Regions from separate parts of the Gossypium arboreum genome. Here regions 2 and 3 are each linked to region 1. A link is a contact called in public Hi-C data. All regions are on one chromosome and are shown on one strand. The core of a region is the stretch at or near the end of the contact, and the rest is flanking DNA. Distances in the headings are between cores, read along the strand shown.

What was found. Hi-C and Micro-C count contacts between places; a contact is called where the count stands out from the background.
Region 2: a Hi-C map of leaf shows a contact between it and region 1, with 6 times the contacts expected there. The contact joins the promoter of LOC108467116 here to the promoter of LOC108468124 in region 1. A contact is called at or near these places in 2 of 5 Hi-C or Micro-C datasets (both in leaf).
Region 3: a Hi-C map of leaf shows a contact between it and region 1, with 5 times the contacts expected there. The contact joins the enhancer-like site here to the promoter of LOC108468124 in region 1. A contact is called at or near these places in 2 of 5 Hi-C or Micro-C datasets (both in leaf).

Annotation. Positions count from the first base shown.
Region 1 is chr13:20,648,824-20,653,207 of ASM2569848v2, forward strand. It overlaps LOC108468124 (sucrose transport protein SUC3-like), which reads right to left and starts at 1,970. Exons shown (of 14, transcript XM_017769299.2): 1 at 1,327-1,970; 2 at 519-584; 3 at 273-371; 4 at 124-188; 5 at 1-23. The coding sequence starts at 1,635.
Region 2 is chr13:21,423,808-21,428,191 of ASM2569848v2, forward strand. LOC108467116 (pentatricopeptide repeat-containing protein At1g26900, mitochondrial) reads left to right here and starts at 2,228. Exons shown (of 1, transcript XM_017767635.2): 1 at 2,228-4,324. The coding sequence starts at 2,334. The coding sequence ends at 4,073. It overlaps LOC108467115 (PH, RCC1 and FYVE domains-containing protein 1), which reads right to left. Exons shown (of 9, transcript XM_017767634.2): 9 at 4,315-4,384.
Region 3 is chr13:21,316,400-21,320,783 of ASM2569848v2, forward strand. No RefSeq gene overlaps it. Among protein-coding and RNA genes, the nearest start is that of LOC108466996, 14 kb to the right of the region's middle. Within about 2 kb of position 2,107, at least 2 of the 2 cell types and tissues checked have an H3K27ac peak or open chromatin away from gene starts, as enhancers often do. A contact at or near this core is called in leaf, where this site is marked.

The sequences.
Region 1 (4,384 bases), core at 720-3,219:
TCGTTCGTGTACCTTTAAATGTACTGCATTGCATACATTATTTGGTCAATATCTTTCTATTTTTCTTTTGGGAGACAGGGGGTGCCAGAAAAGAATAGAAGAAATCAAAGCAGAAAATGATACCTGCAATGCTCCTTCGTATCACCTAAAATGTATCCAATGTCTGCAGAAAATCCGATTATTATCACCTAAATTACAAAATTTAGTTTAGCAGATATAAAACCCAGAAACATAGTATATAAGAATGAATTATGTAACACTTCAATGCTTACAGAAAGAGAGATCATGAGTGATCCAGCAAGGATAAAAGGCCGTCTCCTTCCATATTTTGAAGTGCATTTATCACTCCAAATACCGACACAAGGTTGAACCTAAGATCAAAATAAAAACAACTCAATAGATCACATATAAAGACAGCAATCTTTTAAGTGTAGTCATTTACATCAATTATTGCACCACCATAATAATGAACAGGGCATCAATATAAATTTATATGTAATATGGTTCCCATCACCTACCACAAGACCAGTTATTGGACCACAGAGCCAAATGAACGAAGAAAAAGCATGCTCTATTCCAAGTGTCTGCATGAATCAGCCAATATGAATGGTCAAACAACAAGGGAAATGCACCATAAGCTCAAAAGAAGCTCAGAGCAGTTGAAAAGGAATCAAGGCTGAGGCTAATAAAAAATAAATAAATACAAAGATAATGTTACCCAGTTTCACAAAATATTTTGAGAATTACTTTATGATTAAAACATGTTCTTCGAACAATGGCCATACTTTTTCTTCTTTTCTCAGAAGAACGACAATAATCAACAAAGCAAAAGCATTCTAGCCTTTTACTCCTTTTTTTTTTTTATTCCTTTTCAAACACTGCGAGGGCCTTCTATGATATGTTAAAAATTACAAGTATTTCTAGAAATTATGAGAAGAAATAGAAAGAAATTATATAAAGAGTTTTTCTCTCACGCCATAATCTTTCTTTTCCAAATTGTAATTGCACCCAAAATTCGTTCTAAAAATCCATGAAAATTAGGCAAATTACCGACTAAACAATAAAGAAAAAGTATTGCAGTGTATACTTTCTAATTGATGATTCAAAAATATCAACAAAAGAGTACTTGGCGCTGATATTCTTTTATTTCTATTTCATAAAATTAACAAAAGCAAAGCACAACATGCCATCTAATAATAACACTGATCTAATTCAAACACATTGCACAGAGTTCAAAATTAACAACATGCATAGTAAATAACCTAATTTTCTCCGTTACTTAAAAATATAAAAAGTATTAAGGGAAAACACACACAAAAAAAGGACCTGAATGTAAGGAGTCAAAAGCGAAAGTTGCAAAGCCCAACCAAATTGAACCCCGGCGGCGATCGTACAACTAAGAGCGAGAGTTATCAAGCTACAATCCTTAGATCTAACGTGGATCGGCGACGATAAGTTAGAGTTTCCGTTGGGAAATCTAGCCGAAGGCGGCGAAGCAGAAGTTGAAGGAGAGCCAGGAGACGAATTTAGATCGATCCGACGATGATATGGATCGTCGATCATTTCAACTTCCGAATCTTTCCTTAAGTTCCTGTAAGGAACCTTGACAGAAACTGAGTCACTCGTTCCTGCCATAGCCTCTTTGACTCAGCCGCTGGTTATCCTCCACGAGTTAACTCAATTAAAACCTTTCACATTAAAACTTTTGAATATACCATGAAAAAAGAAAAAATTGAAAATTGAAAATTGAAAAATGAAAATAAAATTGTTCTCTTTTTGGATATTAAAATTTAGATCTAAATTGCTAGAGCAAGAGAAGAAAAGGAGATTAAAGTTAAAAAGGTCAAATTTGGGCGGGTGTGAAGGAATTTTGCAATATTAGAAAGGACTACGGTCGCTCGTTCCCTCGCGCTTCTGGCTCTTCTTTGGTACGTCACATCTTCCTTAATGCGGTTGCGTTTTGTGATTTCTTGGGTTAATTCGAACGAAGGAATTCAAATTAATTTCGGTAAAAGTAGCATATAGAGCTTTGTATTAGGAGTCAAATTACATTTTGTCCATCTTTACTAAAAAATGGATATATTAATTCTTGTACATTAGATTAAAAAGTAAATTTTTTTAATAATTTCATCCATTTCTACTGTTAAAAATTGGCATGCCTGACAAAATAACTAGTCAATTACATGTGGCATGCCATGTGTAGCTCATTTTGACATACAAGGCCAGTTTTAACAATAGAGATGGGTAAAATTTTTATCAGAACAATTTACTCTTTGATCGAATGTATAAGGACTAATTTGCCTATTTTTTAGTAGTGGGGTAAAATGTAATTTAATTCTTAGTACAAGAATCTCCATAATACTTTTATTAGTTAATTTTTAAAATTCAAAAATATTTTTTTTTTACCTTACAAATTAGAGAGAGGAATTAAATTAACAAGATTTGAATCCTATCCTTGAAACAACCTTAACCATTACTCCTTTATACAGTTGGCTAAAACATTTTAATTGGATCATTAAATTATTAACATTGTATAAGTCAAGTCCTTTCTTTTACTCAAATCGACGTGGAACATATTTAAAATATATGAATCAAATTATAAACATGTTTGTATCTATCACATAACATTTTTTTTATTTAATGTGTTAAAAGGGAAAAAATTAGAAAGTACCAACAATTTTTTAATATTTATATTTTAAACATGTTTATTTAGTAGGTATATAAGTTTTCAATTTGATCCACATGTTTTAAGTATATTCTATGCTAATTTTGATACAACAACTATGTTCAAGCTATTGATTAAACTAACAAGGGGACCTGATTGATACAATATTGATGCTTTAAGAATTTAATTAGAACACTTTAAAATTTAAAGACTAATTTAAATTTTAGATCATGTTTTGAAAACATCTTATGAAATTAACCTATTTTTTATAAGATGGATCTTTTTAAGTGTGGTGTCCACTTTCTAGTTTTTTACTAATAATGATGACAAGCCTTAGAGATCAAATTTCAAAAGTTGACACCAAAGATAAGAAACGACGACGGAATGTGATAAACCGTAATTCATACATATTTCTATCCCATGCTTAGCACATTTTATGGATGATTTTTTCTTAAAATTGGTGAATTCGATGCTCCTAATGCCTTAATTTCATGTTTTATTCTTAGGTGAGCATATGAGAGTGAAAGGAACGAGAAACGGGCCAAAAACAGAGAAAATGGGCCAACGTACGAAATCAACACGGCCTAGACTTCCTCACATGGGCGGACCACATGGCCGTGTCCCTTTGGCAAGGTCAAAGCATGATTGACACGAGTAGATCACACGCTCATGCCCATTTAACAGCCTTGACCACGGCCTTAAGCAATCGCACACGGGCGTGTCCCTGCCGAGCCCAAGTTTAGTCCAATTCGGAAAAGGCCAATTTTAAGGGCTCTTAGGCATTCCAAAGCCTATTTAAACACCTGAGGAGGCACTTAGACAAGGGGAAGGAGGGGAGGAAGAAAGGAATTGCTCAAGGAAAGCCGATCGATCCATCTCAGAAGCCGAATTCACCATCAAGGCTGAAGATCTCCCTTCAAATTCCCTCAGGAGTTTTGGGTTTTCTTATGTTTTGTTATTTTTATTCTTTTGAGATGTGTTCTTTCATTAGTATGAACTAAAACCCCTAAATACGTAAGGGGAATGAAACCTAAGACGGATCTTGTTATTATTATCTGAATTGTATGATAAATATTTGACTTGTTCTTAATTATGTGTTCTTAATTCTTGTTTTGATATTCCAGCATATTGATTCATGTTAAGCTCTTATTCAGAGAAGGAATAGACCTTGTCTAAGATTAAATTTGTCATAATTAAGCGGAGTTGGTTGCGCGCCTAGAGATAGGGTGACAAGATTTTTCCGAATTAGGGTGAAACCTAATAAGGGGATCCATAGATCGAGTTAATGCAACCCTAGGGCGTTAATTAGAAAGAGATTTCAATTATTCAATCTAGGGTTAGACGATGTTAGTCTCGAAAGAGATAATAATCTAACTTAGAGATCTCTACGGAACAAGTTGAATGAATAAATCGTCCGATTCAAACTCAAATAACAAGTGAAGTCTAGGTGGATTTTTCCTTAGGTATTGTCTTAATCAATCGAGTTTTACAAAAAGTATTTTCCCCAAATTTCTTTTCTGTGATTTCTTAGTTTAGTTAATTAGTTAGATAAACAAAACCCTTTTATTTTTTAGGCTAGATAATAAAAAGAAAGTTGATACTAGTACTTTTAGTTCCTTTGGTTCGATAATCCGGTTTTGCTAAAGCTATACTACTATTCGATAGGTACATTTGCCTTCATCGTGATAATAGTTAGTTTTAAGAACGATTCATTATAAA
Region 2 (4,384 bases), core at 978-3,477, 780 kb after region 1:
ACTTGGTACCGATTTAAGTCTAAAACGGTACGTACCGGTTGGTACAATTGGTACCATATCGATATTGACTACCATGGTTTATATATTATTTGCCACTTTGAATCGCTACTTGGAAAAAATAAATTATTTAGCAATTGTCAACTGTCACATCAGTAACATTTAAGAGAACTAATGGTCAATGAGAAATTTCATCAATCAAAAGGCTTAGGATGTGTTCTCCATTACGGTGGAAAATTACTTTTAAGTCAAAAGTGTTTTCTCACCGCAAAAGTAATGAGAGCATTGGCTTTTGGAGTCAAAAGAGTGGTCAAAAAATGTTTTCCATCCAAACATAAAAGCTAAGATTTACATGCTTTTGGCTTTTGCGTATGAAAGTGAAATTATTTAAAATATCTTTATTTATATTAATTATTTTAAAAATAGATTAATTTATATTTTATGTATCATTATATTAAATTATTTAAACTTTATTTATTATTATATTTTATATATCATTAATTTTACAAATGATTTATATTAATTACTTAACAAGTATGTAAAGTTTATATTTCATTTATCATTATATTAAATTATTTAAAATTACATAACTTAATAATTTTTTACTTTCTAAAGAATACTAAACATTAACAAACTACATTTTTCTACAACATTTTTATCACACTTTTTCTAAAAGTAAGTCCTTTATTAATGCAAATTTCAATTTTGAATGCGTTTATGATGAAGGGACTTAATTGTTTTATTTTTGAAACTACCAAAAATTTTCAAATAAAGATGTTATTGGAAATAAATGAAAATTAGGAAAGATTATATTAGTACATAAAATAAAGAAACTTCATTTTTTGTTCCATATATGCTGGGACTAACTTAAAATTCTTTATTGTGTTTAATGAATGTGTGTAAACTTAGTATGCAAAATTTCAAAAATATCAATCTTGTTGTTTTGTTCCATTGCAAACTGCTTCCAAAAAGTATTCGCATTCCAAAGACTCAATCTTTCAAATTGGTAACAACGAATGTTCATATTTCATATATTTAACACTCTTATGTTTAACATTTTGTTCGATTTTTAAATGAAATATCACTTATCATTGTACATGTTTCGTGTCTTTTTTATGTTTAATTGTCTTTCTAGTTAATTATGCTTTTATTTTTATAAGATTTCAATAGTTGATATTTAATTATAGCCTTCAACCAGGTTTATAAAAACTTGAGGCTTAGATTTGAAGTTTATTGGAAGCTAAAATGAGGATACGAGTCAAATGGGATGAGGCGTAGCTGAAACCAAGTGACTCGAGTGAGCCTAATGCCCCTGACCGAGCATGGCACCCCATCACGCAAGAATCGACACTCCAACACCACACATCGACGCCCCAGCGTGCGACCAGTCGAGCCCCCCTCTTTGTATCCCATGCGCCCCTGCATCATACCCTTGGCTCCCCAACATAGGCTCTACTGTCTTAATGAAATCCTCCACATTTTAATCAAGTTTAGAGGGTATTTTGGTCTTTTAAGAGTTTTATGATCCCAAGCAAGCTTCTATAACTTAGCTTAGGTTAATTAGACAATATAAATATTATATTTTTAGAGGGAGTTAGGGTTTTTGCTAGTTTTTCTTACTTTGTAGTATCTTCTTGTTTATTGCATTTTCCCAACTATATGACTTCCTAAACTCCCTTTTCTAGTTGAAGGTTAATTAAAAGTTTGATTCAATAAATTCATGAGAATTAATTTGGGCTTTAATCCTTTATTGTTCTTTAATATTCACATATATTTAGTTCTAATTACAAGTGTTTGAATTTATTAAATATTGGCTAGTATTTGATACTTAGAATGATTTTTTTATCAATTAGACTAAATAAATCTATAATTATTTTTTTCATTCTAATACTAGTGACAAACGACATAAATTGTATAGTTTATGATTATGTGGTGCGGACGTGTGATATAGCTTAATGAATCACGTCGAGATAAGTTTATTAGTTAGAATTAGGTCTTTCTAGTTTTTAATGTTATCGGTAAGTTAAAGATTGGACATTCAGTTATAAAGTTGTTTATTAGTTAAGGAAGTAATTTCAAATGAGTTGCCACTTTGTTACCAGAGATTAGTTGTTTATGCCGACAAACCAATCTCTCGTTTGCACTGATAAACCAATCGATTGTCAGCTAAGATGGCCAAGCTTGGACTTGGGCTTGGGCCTAAGCCCAGCTCATGAATGCAAGTCAACAACACCGTAACATGGTAACTGTGGAAAAGTTGTCTGCCAAAGAACCCTGAAGCAGTGAACCTGTCGTGCGAAAAAAAAAAAAAAAAAACTGTCTAACGAACTTAGCCGATGCTATTCAAACCTTCAAACTTTGGCCCACATCCTTCAACCATCGTTTCCATATTAAAATCATGCAAGCAAATTACTGAAATCTCTCAAATTCATGGCTGTATCATTAAAACTGGACTTGATAATGACCCTTTCATTATAAGCAAGCTTCTTCTTTCTTCTTCACTGCAAGATATAAAATATGCAGCCTCCGTCTTCAAGCAAATTGACAACCCAAATCTCTTCATGTACAATTGCATCCTTAGAGGCTTTTCCATTAGCAATAACCCAAAACAAGCTTTTAGTGTTTTCAATAACTTGAGGGCTAAAGATGGGATTTTTCTCGATCAGTTCTCTTTCATTACTACGCTTAAAGCATGTGGCCGTGAATTGGCAATTTTTAACGGTCAAATGATTCACGGGTTGGCTTTGAGATCTGGGCATTTGTTTTTCATCAATGTTAAGAATACCCTTTTGCGTGTTTACAGTGTTTGTGGAAGAATGTTTGATGCTCATAACTTGTTCGATGAAAGTCCTGAAAGGAACGATGTCGTTTCGTGGAACACTCTGATGGGTGGGTATCTTGATGTTTCTAAACCTGATACTGTCATAGGTTTGTTCAGACAAATGCGTTGGAATTGTTTGACAATGAGTGTCACTACGTTTTTGACTGTTCTATTGGCTATGGGTGAAGTACGGGATTCACTTGGGGGAGAGTCAATTCACGGGCATTGTTTGAAACTTGGGTTTTGTTTTGATTCAAATCTGGTATCTGCTTTAATCGATATGTATGCGAAAACTGGGAATGTTTATTTAGGGCGTAGGGCTTTCGATGAGGTTGTAGCAAAGGATGTTGTACTCTGGAATTGTATGATCAGCAAGTATGCTGAAAATGGCCTGCTTGAAGAGTCTTTAGCTTTACTACGTCTCATGAAAGTTATGCAAGTAAAGCCTAATTCGACTACATTGGTATCTTTGCTTTCAGCTTGTGCTGCCTCCGGAGCTATAAATATAGGACTTTGCATAGGTGATTATGTGGAAGAGGAAGGAATACCACTGGATGCGGTTATCGGGACGGCTCTCGTCAATATGTATGCAAAGTGTGGTGTTTTAAACAAGGCCGTTGATGTGTTTCATAGGATGGAGAGCAAAGATGTAAAATGTTGGACTGCGATGATTTCAGGTTACGGAGTGCATGGTTTTACCCAAGATGCCATTAGGTTATTTTATCAAATGGAGGAAGAAGGCTTTAGACCTAATGAAGTCACTTTCTTAACAGTTTTGAGTGCCTGCAGTCATGGAGGGCTAATCACAGAGGGGACAAGTTGCTTTGAGAAGATGATTCAATATGGTATCTTGCCGAAAGTCGAACACTATGGATGTATCATTGATCTTTTTGGCCGTGCTGGATTGCTAGAAGAAGCACATGATTTAATCAAAAGCTTGCCCATTAAAGGCGATGCTACTGCATGGCGTGCACTGCTTTCAGCTTGCCGAGTATACGGGAACGTTGAGTTGGGGGAATGTGTGAAGGGCATATTGGTGGGATCTTATAATCAACTTCCAACAGATTCAATCCTTCTTTCTAGTACATATGCTATTGCTGGAAGGTTGCAGGATCAAACCAGGATGCAGGCAATGGAAAAAGAAATGCTCAAAAGGGCTGGGATTAGGTCAGTTGGAAAGGAAGATAAGATGCTTAAGGAAGCTGGATATAGCATAATTGAGATGGAAAATGAAGGGTTTGATCATAATTCCTAACAAACTTCACACAATCAACCTGCAGATTACTCGGTATGTCTAACAAGATCAGTTTTTTCTTTTTCCCTCCATTTATTTATTTATTTTCAAATAGATATAGGATCAAGTGCATTGCAGGAAAATGCAGCTTCTTTTAGATGCTTGAAAGGTTCTTTATCCTATGTTTATTCCCATATGAATTCCACTTGTTTAGAGATTAGAGATATAATCAATTGAAGGGCTTATAAGATGGAGTTCATAATTGAAAGAAATGTAGAGCTTCTCTGATTTTTTTTTTTTTCACTTTGTGTACAAAAAAAGGTAACAAAACG
Region 3 (4,384 bases), core at 857-3,356, 670 kb after region 1:
TTATTAAGCTAAATAAACTAGTATAAATAAAATTTTTATATTCAGTTAATAAACGAACGAACACGAATAGAGGTGTGTTTGGTTCATTTATATTCACGATCAAACTCATTTATTGGTCGTTTATAAGCTTGTTTATTGACTCGCTTATTTATTAATGATATTTTCTTATTAAAATTCTATTAGTATATATTGATAAAATTATCTTAAAACTCGTTTATTGTTCCATTGGCATATATTAATAAAATTATCTTGATTTATATTTTTTCATTTATAATATAATTATTTATATTTATATTTATATTTGACTATTTTAGATCTAAACAATATATGTGTATGTATTGATTGTCATTTGTTTGTTTATTATTTATTAACATTGTTCATGAATATGTTCGATTAAGTTAAATGAACATGTTCGCGACCATTAAACAAACGAACATTAACAAAAATTGAAATTTTTAATGAACATAAACCGAACACGAACAAGCTTAAAATAAACAAACAAACATGAACAGAGATTTGTTCGTTCAAACTCGGTTCATTTATAGCCCTACTTGTGTGGTGAAAAAATAAAATATATGAAAAATTATTTAATCAATTTTTAAAAATTTAATTATTATAAAGTAGAGGAGAAATTCACTTACATTGATGTGAAATTAAAGTGGCTTTACACTCTTTTGTAACTTTTATATAATTAATTTTTAGCAATCTAACTATTTTATTTCATGCTTTATATTCATGTAGATTATATATGTTAAGTTTAATATAAATTAAGAAAAATCTAATGATTTTTTTTACAATTATATTTATAAGTTCAATAATTGAATTGTTAAAATATTAAAGGTAAACTACACCCAAGGTCACTCTAAAATAATATTTTTCCTTTTTTGGTTACACTAATTTTTTTTTAAGTTACTCACTCTAATTCAGATAATTGTTCGAACTAGTCACCGTCGTTAAAAAATTTATTAATTCACTAATAGATTACTGACATGGCACCCTAGCCAATTGAACGAACCATGACATGGGGCACTTTTTTTAACTTTTGCCTAAAGTTTAGGGACTTATATGTAATTATTCCAATTTTTTTCTCTTCCTTCTGTAACCTGTCCACCATCAGGGAAACCAGTTGGTGGCGACAATGGCGGCACCAGCGAGGATCCTCCGCAAAGCGCCAATACCCGCCCATGAGGAAGGAAGCGACGCCGCTGAGTGATAATGAAAGGACGTCGATGGCGCTTGCACTGGTTTCTCTCAAATTAAAATACCATACCATTGACAATTCTTTTGTTTCTTCCATTTTTCAAATGCAAAACTTTGAATTTTCTGACACTTACTGATAACTAATATCTTTTATTTGTTTGGGCATGTATTAATTTCATTATAATTGCAATTGTTTTACTGCAATTATTAACTTGAAATTCGTTGATGCTGAAGGGAAAGAAGTATCTTCTTCTTCTTTGAACAATAGCTCTTAGTTTGGTAATTGTTTCTACCTTAGAAACTTTACATTGTGCTTCTCTATCATCTTACCTGCAGCATTAATGATACCAATTATGATTCTGCAAGTAGCAACTCCCATATTGTTCAAATTGATACCTAATATGATGAATTTGGGTGTTCTTTTGCACTGGTTTCCCTCAGAGAGCAACTCAAATAATGAGATTTCTTGCTTTTCTCTATGATTCAATTTGTATACATAATTACAGATGTTTCAACACATGGATGGATCATCATCATTAACTATCTAGCACATGGATGAATCTTTCCCGGTTGTTGAAACTTGAGTATTCACAATTAGTCTTTTTTAATTTTGGAAGTATATAGTTATTTAAATCCCACTCAAAATTTTGGAGGAGAAAGTTTCCATCAATGAAGCACTCAACAAGCATTGGGATCCGATATTTTGGCCCGTATGAAATGTGCCATCGAAGACGAGGTCGACATCCTCTTAGTGGCAGCACTCCCTTCCTCACGAGCAGGTATTGGCGCTTTGTCGAGGATCCTCACCACCAACTAGTTTCCAGATGGATAAGAAGGACAAGTTTCAGAGAGAGAAGGGAAAGAAATATATAGATATATATTTTTTGGCATAATTACATATAGGTCCCTAAGCTTTAATTAAAAATAAAAATGTACCATGTGTCACTATTAATTTGGCTAATGTGTTACATGAGCAATCCACTAGTAAATTAACAGATTTTTTTAACGACAATAATTAGTTCAAATAATTATCTTAATTAGAATGATTAAATTGAGAAAAAAATTAGAATAATCAAAGGGACATGGAGTGTGATTTACCCTTGGGTGTAGTTTACTCAAATCTTAATTATATAAAAAAGTGGAACGGGAAAAAAGACCAAGGTCGACGGAAACTGTCAGCCTCATGCTATGAAAATCCCTCACTTTAAGAATAGGCCCATGGGTTCACCCATTGTTATAAAGCCTGCAACCTATTTTCACTGTTAATGGGCCCATTCAAGTGCAATAATGGCCCACTCACCCTCCTACCCTCTTATTACTATGAGTTTCTCGTCCAATGAAATTTTAAAAGGAAAAGAAATTTACTATCAACGTATAAACTTTATTATATATTATCAAGTAATTTAAAATTTTATGGATGTAGCAAAAACTTTTGGAAAATTATTCGGTATAACGTTAGCAGAGTTTTTAAACTCTACAAGTGCAGTTAAATATTGATAAATTTTTATAGGAGTATAGTAAATTATTAAAAATATGTATTTTAAAAAGAGACACATATTAATTTTTAAAGCTATTTTTAAATAAAAATATACTACCAGTATATCAAATACTCACACAAAACTTCTAGGTATATATGTGTTTTCAACATCATTAAAACTACTTAAAAATTATTAGTATCTTATACATTACCGATAAGAGTTAAAACACTCCACAAACGGGTCTAGATTGATGCAAAGTGTTTTTAGAGTGTATTAAAATAATAATAATAAAATAATTAAAAAAACATTTGACATTTTCCTAAACCCGTTTGTGAAATTTTTTAACTCCACTAACAATAAATAAAATAATTACCTTAAAAAACACTTGTTGAGATTTATGGTCATATTCAAAAAGTTTTATTTTATATTATAACATATATTTCTTTTCATTAATTTGTCCCTTTTAGGTGTAATTTAGTAAGATGGTAAAATTTGAACATTTTATATAGTGATAAAAATGTAATAATATAATATAGAAAAAATCTTATATTTTATATTTAATTTTTAAAGAATTTTTTAAATATTTATTTGACTTAAAAAATTAAAAATATTAAAATAAATAGTAAAAATTAAATTAAAAGGAAGCGAGATAGACTAGAGTAGAAATGAATACATGCAACATCCATAGAGATAGTAGTAATAATTTTTAAAATTATATATTCATAATGAAGGAGAAGTAGTGATGAAATATAGTATACCAATTATATAAATTTAACAATATTTACTTTTAAGTAAAAAAAATAATGATTATTATAACAGAAACGTTTAAAAGATATAATGTTTATTAATAGACATATTGATTAGGAGTTTGAAGGGTTATGGTACTTATACTACCATGTTGGGACCATATTTTCATCATTAAACATTCACAATATAACAAATTCATGTAACTTAAGGCTTCACCTAATGATTGATTATTATGTCTACAATGGAGAGGTTTTTGTAAAAATAATTTTCTTCGCTATTATAATTATATTAAACTACCAATTAAATATTTTTCAGTTTAAATGTCACAAATTAATTATCAAAGTTGTTAATATATGATTTCAGAAAATGAATTATTGGTTATGGGAGTCGAGATTAAGAATCTATCACATTTCTTTAATTTATATTTATGATTTTTAAACATTAAATTATTGATTTTTTTTTTTAATAAAGCTTACATTTTGTAAAGATTCAACACACATCATCACCTCACGCAGGTAGAATTTCAGATTGATAAGCAAAGATTACACAGTTAGTTTGCAGCAACACTCATCCATCCCTCCATCACTTACCATGCATGCATTACTCTTATGGTTAAACATGACGACAACACATGGCTTCTCAGACAATATTAGAACAAGGATTTCTTCTTAAATTTGAAAACTAAATGGAAAAAGGAATAGCTTTGGGGGGTGAATCCATTAATGGCAGCATTTATTCCATTTCATTTTTACCAACTGATGAAACCCTGTAATGCAAAAAAACCCCCAAGGGATTTTCTTTTATGTGTTGTTTTCTTTACAGAACCTGATTCTTACAATGGGAAAATTCTTGGTCCCCAGACAACAATATTAATGTCTTAATTTTCATTCATGTTCGTATATAATAGTCTGGACATGACTAAAAGTGCTAACAATAGTAACCCCCTGGAAAGGTTGTTT